Linked DNA regions of Gossypium arboreum: region 1 is linked to region 2. The links are chromatin contacts, called in public Hi-C maps. All regions are on one chromosome and are shown on one strand. The core of a region is the stretch at or near the end of the contact, and the rest is flanking DNA. Distances in the headings are between cores, read along the strand shown.

Region 1 (5,286 bases), core at 1,065-3,564, 79 kb before region 2:
TTCAAGAAAATTTCCTTTACAAAAGTTGTTTATCTATCAACAACCTTTCATTTTCTACCATAAATTTTAAAATTTCAGCATACTCATCCATGAAAAAATTTTAATACTTTGATAACTTTACAAATTAATCCCCAAAATAGATAGATTAGGTTATTACGATCTCGAAAATATAAAAATTACTAAAAACGGGACATGATTACTTACCAAATTAAGCTTGCTTGAAATTCTCTCTCTTAGCTAGGGTTTTTATAGAAATTTTGGGGAAGATGATGATATGAAATTATTTTATTCAATTAATTAACTTATCATCCATTAATTTTTCAACTTTCCAATTTAGTTCTTTTCTTTTGCTAATTTTCCATGGATGAATCATCATAAATATCTACTAACTTCTCTTAATGGTCTATTGCCCTATAAGGACCTCAAATTTTGAATTCTATAGCTATTAAATCCTTTTAGCTACTACAATTTAACTTTTACATTTTATACAATTTGGTCCTTTCTATAATTAAACATGAAATCGGTAAAAAAATTTTATCAAAATTTTCATACGTCTTTCCTATCATAATGCAGACCATGCAATATTATTAAAATAAAATTTATTTCTGACTCCAATTTATGGTCCCGGAACTACTGTTCCAATTTCACTGAAAACGGGCTGTTACAATAATCTCCAAAGAAATCAAACGATTATCTTCAATCATGATGGAAATATGCTTTAGAATATAGTTCAATGATGTTTTTTGAGTTGTTTTCTTAAGTATTTTATGATGGCTCACTCCTATATTCTTATTTTTGTCATATATAGGTATTAGAATGCTCGAAAAACCTTAAAAATCGCGTTTTTCTACTGTTAGGAGTGCAATTCGTGAAATTGACACGGCCTGACACATGGCTATGTGGTTTTAAAATTTTCAACCAAATATGTTTATTCGATCTACTCTATTTTCCAAGAATACAAAAAGAAAAATGGCTTCTATTTTTTTTTTAAATGGAGCTAGTTATTAATTTTTTTTTATCTCGCAACTAACATCCATTTTCATAGAAAAATAATATCTCATTTAGTACTTGAGTTTAATACTTTTTAGTGTAGTATTTTTTTCAATGTGATATTTATATTTGACAAAATTATACATTTTGTTCTTGAAGGTAATAATATTAACTTTTTGGTGTTTAATTCTAGTTTTAGTGTTGAGTTTATGAAAGTTAATTTCTAATATTATCAAATTTGAATTTTCATGATTTTTCATAGAGTTAATTGCACCAAACATCTAATTAATGTTATATTAATCATCAAACTATCAATGTTATATTAATCATATCCTTCCGTTATTGAAACCGTTAATTTAACCATTAAATGATACATAAAATCTTATGTGACATAATAAAATAAAAATTTGAAGGAATGTTGCTGCATAACTTTTAAAATTAAAACTAAAAATAAAGTAAAATTGAAAAAGAGCAAACAATAATTTCGTAAAAGCTTAAAATCACGAAACCAAATTTTTTACATCCATGTTTACAATATTTATTTTTCTTTAAATTTTTATTTTAAATTATGTCATATAAGATTTAATGTTTCATTTAATGATTTAATTAATGGTTTTACTAATGGAAGGACCTTATTGATATAACATTGATAGTTTGAAGATGCAATTAGAATGTTTTAAAATTTGAGGACCAATTCAAAATGAGAACTATAGTTTAGGGATATTTATAGCAATTAACTCTTTCCAATAAAATAAATTTAATGTTAATTTTGAATTTGATGAATTTGATTTTATAAATAAACAAGTTATTAATTAAAAGATGAATTAAAAATAAAAAATTAAAACAATATATTTATTATTTAAAAATAAAAAGCTTGAAACAACATAAAATAAAAATTACAAATGTGTTTTTTAGAAGAGGAATTGAATCTGAGATTTAAGGATGAAATCATTATTATTTAAACATTTAACCAAATGAATTAATATATTAAAAATAAAATAAAATAAAAATTACAAATATGTTCGAAAAGGAATTGAACTTGAGATTTAAAGACGAAATCATTATTATTTAACTATTTAACCAAGGTAACTAATATATTAAAATTACAAATATGTCGAGTTAGACGTACTTTTACACACACTCTAAAAATAATTTATTTTCCTAAATTTAAAAAACAATCTATTTATCCAAATAACTTTAACCAACTACATTTAAAATAAAAACTACTGATAATATATTGAAAAAGTGTATAACTCAAATACCAAGAATTGGAAAACCTAAAAGAATAAATTGATAGGATATCATTTTCATGTATCACGTGTGCAAGCCTAGCCTAACATTCCTACTATTTCAAGACATGAAGTCACCTCCAGCAATAGTTGTTGCACCTAATACCATTCCACCAATCTAAAATTCAAACCTTCTATATTATATTTCTCTCTCTCTCTCTCTCTCTCTCTCTCTCTCTCTATATATATATATATATGCAGGTAAGTAGTCAAAATTTGTATTGAATTAAGATGCAATTAAAAATAAATAGATTTTAGTTTTAAAATGATTTAACTTGAATTATTAAGTATTTTTGGAGAGGGTAAAATTAATTTTTATTTAATCAAATGGTTAAAGTGGATTAATTGAAATATTATTAAGAAGGGTTAAAAATATAATTAGGTTATTTAATTAAGGAAGACAATTCTTGTATATATAAGAAGAGATTCATTTACATTAGTATATTTCGATTATCTTTTGTACGATTAATATCTTAATAATTCAACTGTCATATTTAACATTTTATTCACTTAGATCATACATGCTGAATTTTGAGTGAAATTAAAATATCTAATTATTTGTTAAAATTTTCAATATGATAGAGATATCGAGTAAATTAAAAATTCATATGAAATTAAAATTGATGTCTATATTTTTATGGAAAAAAGTTTTGATTATTTTCAATTCTCAATGAATCATTTATAATTTTCATAAACCCAGAGCAAATCAATCAAAATTCCAATTATTGTGTAATTTAATAATATAATTCTCTTCTAGAAACCTTCATTATAGGGGAAAAAGAAGTTTTGTTTTTTTTTAATTTTAAAAAGAATATTGGATAGGGTTTATCTCCACCCAAACCTGTCATCTTCCTCCTTAAACCACCCATTATACGCCAATATCTATCTCAAGATTCATATCCATCTATTATGAAAAAAAAGAAAAATCTTATCCATCCTCATTGAACTATTTGAATATATATTAGGGCGAATCAAAATAAAATTATAAAAGATTGGGTCGAAGTTAAATTTTTTATTTAAAAAAATTTAAATTAAATTATTTTTAATTGGGGGCTAAAGTTGTTATTATTCCATTTAGCTAAAGAGGCCAAAGACCTTGCCTGTAGGTAGGGGTGAGTATTCGATCGAGTCAAGTTGAATCGAGTTAAAAAATTTCGAGTCGAGTCGAGTCAAATTAACGAATCTTATTATTTATTCTCAATGTTCCGTTTACATGGACTGATTATTTTACAAGTAGACAAAGTACAAGCTTTTAGATTAATTTTGAGTAAAGGAAAAAAAGGAGAGTGGGGCGATTGAGGAAGAAAAGTAAGACTAATGGGTAAACATTTATCAAAACATTTACCTTTTAACTTTAGAAAAATATAAACTTTTATCAAAACAATGTAGTTTTATCTTCTTTTTTTTTTTTTGGATTTTTGGATAACTCGAATTAGGGGTGAGTGTTCGATTGAATCAAGTGAAACCGTTTTAGTTAAATTAGAAAAAATAATAATGTTAAATTAAAATCTTATACAATATAACTATTTCCATGTTAGAACACAAAATTTGAAACAATATATATTTGAAAACTTTTTTAACCAAAATAAAAAATAAGAAGATATTTTAGTATGATAAACTTGAATCATTAATCACTTATTTAGATTCCAAAATTATTATTTTATTAAATTTTTATATATTTTTAATTTTTAAATTTATAATTTTTAAAATATAAATATTAGAATTTCTATAAATATTTTGAATTTTAAAATTATTTTCAAATCTTGGAAATTACTTTGATTTTTTGTAATTTTGTTAAGAGAGACCAATTTGCTTATTTTCAAAATTGACAGGGCCAAAACGGTATTTATACTAATATGTTATTCTAATTATTCGAGTTATTCGAATTGTAAAAATTCATGTAACGTCCCCTACCCGAGACCGTCGCCGGAGTCGAGCAGGAGACATTACAAAACTTATCTTAGCACTTAAACAGTTTTCGTAGTAAACTATCCATCTGTGTTACGGTCGCTAAAAAAATCATATCTCGAGTTATGAAACTCTAAATCTAATTCCGTAAATTTTCCCTGAAACTAAACTCATATATATACTTACTAATTTTTTTCTATAATTTTTGGTTAGGCCAATTAGTACAGTTTATTAGAAAAAGTCTCCCCTGTTTCAGGGTTCGGCTACTCTGACCCTTGTGCACTACGAATCAAATTTCTTCCTGTACAGAAATCCAATGACTATTCCATTTTTTCAATTAAAAATAGACTCAATAAGGAATCCATACAAATAAAGTTTGAGTCCTAATTCTTAATACACAATTTATGGTGAATTTTTAAAGTCAGAACAGGGAATCCAGAAATTGTTCTAACCCTGTTTCACCAAAACGTAAATATCTCATAAAATACAACTCTTTTACCTATTTTATTTCTTCCATATAAAATAGATTCATTAAGCTTCAATTACAAATTTTATTCATTATCTAATTCACTTTATACTATTTTTGGTATATTTTCAAAGTTGGACTACCACTACTGTCCAAATCTGTTTTAGTATAAAATGTTGATAACTAAGTTTATAACATCTTCATTTCTTCTCTCTACAATATTTACCAACACTTCCTCTTATTACTCTTCACTAACATATCAAAACATACCATACTTAAGGTTTTGGTAACATTTACAAAACATACCAAAATATCACTTAACAACTTAGATACTTTCAAAATGACCAAAAGACATCCTAGGTACAATGCCATTTTCCAAAAAGATAGAAACTTCACCAATTTGAGTTTGGGCATCGGCTTGTATGCTGAGTCCTTATACTTTCATACCTAGCCTACGCACGGAAACAAACCGTACGCTGAGAATACTCTCAATGGTATTTCTATAAACAATAGCTTAATCAACTTTAAAACATGGTAATTCAAACACATTATTGCTATTATTCAATATTAATATCAATCAGTACTTTAAAAACCTTTACTTTATTTACCCTTATTAACAAAACTCGGACACTG
Region 2 (5,867 bases), core at 208-2,707:
AAGAAGATATGATCAGAAATTATTTTAAAAATGCTAATAGTTCTAAGCATTATGTAATAAAAAAGAAGAAGATATGATCATAAATTATTTTAAAAATGTTAATATTTTTCTCTCATATCAATATTTATTTATCTATTTTAAATAATTATCTCTAGAATTATTATTATTTTAAGTTAAAATTAATTAATTATATCAACAAATTTAATTAAAATCAATCATTACAAATATTAAAATAAATTATTTAACTCAAATTAAAATTATCTCAATTCTACTAACTAGCAACTCCCACTTAATTTTCATATGGTCTCAAAATTTCAAGCCTCTGCCTTTACCATTGATACTTAAGTCTCATCGACGAATGTATTAATTAAACTTTATAAATGAGATTAATAAGATAATAGGTATCTCGTAGATACCACTATGTACATTTAACAACTAACAAAAAAATTATAATTTTAAAATTTCGCTTTTTATAATACTAGATTTCACTGGATGAAAGAAAATATAATATTAAATTTATATTTATATTTATAAAGAAAATTATAATATTATTTATTTAGATGTCAATATCATATACAATTATCCAAGCTTAGCTTAATTTCGATAGGAATTATAAATTTTATTAAAATTCATCTATATTTGTAAAATAACTAACCTTAAATTTAATTAAACCTGCTTATATTACCTGATTGAGTCAAGCTTGTTTACACTATAGTATTATGTTTAATTTTTATATTCTATAAATTACATAATATTATAAAATTTGAAAATAGACTGATTGAGTTAAGTTAGAGCCTTAAACATTAAATTCTAAGTTTGATTCATATTTTAAACGAGCTTAATTTGTTTGCTCAAAATCTTTTTTTTTTTAAACATTTTTATTCAAACTGTCTTAAATTTTTAACGGGCTTGAATAAATAATGCGACCCTTGAACAAATATCATACAAGCCCAAACCTTGACAAGTTTGAGCTCGATTTAACTCAAAATTGAAACTTGATATTCTTCTCAAAATTTAAGATTAATAATATATATTAAAAGTAATAATGTAATTTAATAATATAAATATATTAAAATACATATTAAAATGAAAAGTTCGATAAAACTTGTGAACTATTCTAGTCAATATTATTAAACTCAAATATAAATTAATTAATAACTTGAATTGCTCAAATTTGACCTTTATTTATCGAATTAATTTTAAATTTTTTAATTAAACCATATCAACATATTAAATCAATCATCCATTTAGCCACATACATTAACGATATATCAAATACTAAACTAGTAATCAATTAGTTGGGTCAACATAACACCATAGATAAAAAGCAAAAAGAAAGAAAGTTGGAAAACAAAGATAAATTTATTTTCCCTCTTAAACAGTGTTGAAACTCTTGATGATCAGTCCAAAGACAAAACTACAAAATACCAAAACAGAAACCGCTTTAACATCAATTTCCAAACCCCACATGTCCTTTTTTTCCCTTCTACGAACCCCTAAGCCTAAACCCGACTCAAATAAATCCCTCGCACCCCCTTCTTCAACCATCAGTACTACTATATCGGTATATTCTCAAACACCATAGCTCCTCAACTATGTCGTTAGCAGCAATATTAGTGACGATGCTGCAATTAGCTCTATGCAGCATCGCCGTCGCCACCAACTCGTTCCCTGACTTTCAACTCTTGAACGTGAATGAAACACTCACAGGGACGAAAATGTTTAAGCCCCACGGATTATCCGAAACCGATGATCATCGAGGGAAATGTAACCTGAAACTTGTCCATCGAGACAAGTTATTATCTCCCAACGATTCCTCTACTTTGCACAACCATGGCCGCCGTTTTCATGCACGTATGCAGAGGGACGTTAAAAGGGTGGCGAGCCTCCTCCGCCGTCTCCCCGGAAACGGAACCCACGACGGTGACGCGGCTTACGAGGTGAACGATTTTGGGTCGGATGTTGTTTCGGGAATGGACCAAGGGAGTGGCGAGTATTTCGTGAGAATCGGCGTTGGTAGCCCACCGAGGAGTCAGTATATGGTTATTGATTCGGGTAGTGATATTGTTTGGGTCCAGTGTCAGCCTTGTAACCAATGCTATCGACAATCCGACCCAGTTTTCGACCCGGCTAACTCTGCTTCTTTCGCCGGCGTCTCTTGTGGCTCTTCCGTTTGTGACCGGATTGAGAATTCGGGTTGCAATGCGGGTCGGTATTGTCGGTACGAAGTTATGTATGGTGACGGATCTTACACGAAAGGAACCCTGGCGCTTGAAACGCTCACTTTTGGTCGAACGGTCGTTAAAAACGTGGCCATCGGGTGCGGGCATGTTAACCGGGGCATGTTCATCGGGGCAGCTGGGTTGTTGGGCCTTGGAGGTGGATCCATGTCACTTGTGGGTCAATTGGGTGGCCAAACAGGTGGTGCATTTAGCTACTGTTTGGTGAGCCGGGGCACTGACGCATCCGGGTCATTGGTATTCGGTCGTGGAGCAATGCCCGTTGGTGCCACGTGGGTCCCTTTGCTACGTAACCCGCGGGCCCCAAGTTTTTACTACGTCGGGCTTTCGGGTCTCGGAGTAGGAGGCGTTAGGGTGCCCATATCCGAAGATGTTTTCCGGCTCACCGAATTAGGCTACGGAGGAGTCGTTATGGACACTGGGACTGCCGTGACAAGGCTCCCATCCTCGGCTTACAACCCCTTCCGTGACGCTTTCATCACGCAAACAGCAAACCTTCCTCGTGCCTCCAAAGTGTCCATATTCGATACGTGTTATAACCTATCGGGTTTCGTCTCAGTTCGGGTCCCAACAGTATCATTCTACTTCTCGGGCGGGCCAGTCCTGACCCTACCCGCAAGGAACTTTCTTATACCTGTTGATGATATGGGAACTTTCTGTTTTGCATTTGCTCCCTCTGGTTCAGGACTTTCAATAATAGGGAACATTCAGCAAGAGGGGATCCAGATTTCCTTTGATGGAGCCAATGGGTTTGTGGGGTTTGGCCCCAATGTTTGCTAAGTTCAATGATGTAAATGTGAAGTAATAGTGATGAATTTTGCTAGACAGTTCTTAGAGTTTTTTTTTTTTTCCTAAGAAAAGATGTAGTAGTGTTGAAATATTGAATTTGGGATTTTGTCAACTGAAAATATAATATTAAGTTCAATTAAATATATTTATATAATTATAAATATGAGTCTTGTGTATTAATAATGTCATGTGATACTTGTCTTGTCTTATAGTTAATGGTTTTGGTTAAAGTTTTGCCTTTTCTCTTTAATGTAATTATATGTATTTATTGTGATTTTGTAAAGTTTATACAAAGGGGCAAATAAGGTAAAAATGAAAAACAAATATAAAGGGCATGTAAGAGCAAGGGTCAAATATACCTAAAACAGTCAAAAGAATCATTAAAAAAAGGTCTGTTTTACTTTGATATTAGAGCATCCTTTTACATGGGATGCACCCTTTTACTCTGACATTAGAATGGGTGATTAAATTTGATTTGACTATAAAAAATTAATAATTTAAAATTAAAATTAAATTAATTAGGATAAATGTAAATTTAAAAATAACCTAAATAAATAATCTTAAATTCAAATTTCAAATATGAATTACTTCAACTTAAAATTATTTCAACCCAAAAAACTCAAATCGTGAACTCATTCAATTGATACCTAAGGAATCCTAAATGGGACTTTTACAGCATGAGTAGAGGCAGGGGGTGGGGTGTGGGTGGAAAATGACATTGATTGACCGGCACATTGCTGATTTGCCCACCATCTTTTTTTCACATCAGCTTAACACAAATGGAGATTCCTTCGGCTGTCTTTCTCACAAGGGTTTTTAGTGTTGAAATCATTAGGGAGGGAGGCCACACAACTTGCTAGACTTGTGTTAACCCTAAGTTGAGCAATGACTTTTACAAAGGCATCTACTTTTCCTTTCTTTTCTTTCCCCTCCCTCTTTTGCAATGTAAGATTTTGAGATGCCTTTGTATTGCTAATGGATGTTTTCATGAGCAAAGCCGGCACTTAAATGACCTGTTTTATGGTTCAAAATAATAAAAATCATTTTTATTTAAATTTAATTATACAAGTATATAAATATTAATATAAAAATATTTGTATATTTTATTAATTATAAACAATAAAACGAGTCAAATTAAATTAACCCAAAATTGAAAAATATAAATCCAAACTCAACCTAAAATGAATTGACCTGCTAATTCATGAATATCTCTAATTGTTAATCTTCGGCGGGAAAACTAAATATCATGTGAATTATAATATGCTATATTGATACTTAAATTTTGTCTCTCTTACATGATTTTTTAGGAAATGATGTCTTTGAACTTGTTAAAAAATGTAATGGAAATTTAAGATGAAAGCAATTTGGAGGCCCCACAAAAGTAAGAATTTGTTTTGGTGAAGTTGATGAAAGATGAAGGAATCAATAAAAGCAAAACATAAAAGCTTTAGGCAGCAAAATCAGGATTCACCCTTCGGAATATACCTGAAAATATTTTCCTAACCCGAAGCTAAAACAATGCTTCCTTCCGCTCTTTTTTTTTTTTTTACCATTTTAGGTATTAGTTTTAAAATATAATTTATTGACTTTTATCTTAAACAATATAATACAAGTTTACTTGTTAATACTATTAGACCTTTTCTATTAAATTCAAATTTATTACAATGTTTTTGTATGGATATTAAGTAAATATTCGTTTTGTTTTAAAATATCATACCAATGTATTTAACAAAAATAAAATTAAAAGTATTAACAATTGAATCTAAAATTTGAAATTTAAAATTTGAAAAGCAAGGAACTAAATTTTAAAAATATAAGAAAGCCTAAATTTCAAATTTACAAATAGTATAGATACCTAAAACAAGATTTAACTTTTTTCTCCGATCAATAATTGTCTTGACGAATGTTTAAACCCTAATCTAATTAACAAAATGTCAAATTTTGCTATTAGCTTATGTATTATGTGTAACTTATTAATTTAGTTACTATCCTCTAATTTGGTCAATTATAATCATTGTACTTTTTAAATTGATCCTTTTTAATCTCAATTTTGAATTTCCATTGATGAGCCCTAACCCAAACGGTAGCAATTAAATTAATTAGGTTAAATTTTGCTATAGTTTTGTCCTCTGCATAACTTGTGAATTTCGGCCATGTTCTTCAATTTAATCATTTGTAGTCTTTATATTTTTTGAAATTTCACATTTCTATCTTAAAAATATTCAAGCAGTAACCATTAGTCCATTAACTAAAATAAAATATCTTTTTTTTGTATGCATTATATAAAAATAACAAGTTGACATAATATAACGTTTGTAATAATATATTTGTCACATAAAATTTTGAAAGAAAGAAAAGACATAATTTAGTTTTAATTAAGAATGAACTTTTAAATTTGAAAATACAAAACACTAAAGTACAGATTAAATTCCCAAATTAGACACAATATAATAACTAATAGCATAATCTAACCCTAACAAAATGTGCCTTTGAATTAAGGAATTCTATTGTCGCTAACGAAATTTAAGTCCTCGTGTTTGTAATGAGCATTTAACTGTGAATTTCATTATTTTAATAAAATTAAAAAATAGTCCATATACTTTAATTTATTAGAAATTAGCCTTTTAATGAAATTTGAATTAAACCCATTTATCTTTTAAAATCAAATAAAATAAGCAACCAACTAAACAAACTTTTGAATTTTTGCAAGGCACGAAGATCAATTTATGACGAATTACACTAAAAATACTAACTTTCAAATTCTTGTAAAGTAAAAGGATAAAATTTATAACTAGACCTATTATACCCCTCTACCTTCTAGACACGTGATGCCTCAAG

What was found. A called contact is a pair of places that touch in the nucleus more often than the background predicts.
Region 1: a Hi-C map of leaf shows a contact between it and region 2, with 2.5 times the contacts expected there. The contact joins the enhancer-like site here to the promoter of LOC108463137 in region 2. A contact is called at or near these places in 2 of 5 Hi-C or Micro-C datasets (both in leaf).

Annotation. Positions count from the first base shown.
Region 1 is chr13:10,448,874-10,454,159 of ASM2569848v2, reverse strand. No RefSeq gene overlaps it. Among protein-coding and RNA genes, the nearest start is that of LOC108461607, 21 kb to the left of the region's middle. Within about 2 kb of position 2,314, at least 1 of the 2 cell types and tissues checked has an H3K27ac peak or open chromatin away from gene starts, as enhancers often do. A contact at or near this core is called in leaf, where this site is marked.
Region 2 is chr13:10,367,970-10,373,836 of ASM2569848v2, reverse strand. LOC108463137 (protein ASPARTIC PROTEASE IN GUARD CELL 2-like) reads left to right here and starts at 1,457. Exons shown (of 1, transcript XM_017763086.2): 1 at 1,457-3,190. The coding sequence starts at 1,596. The coding sequence ends at 3,020.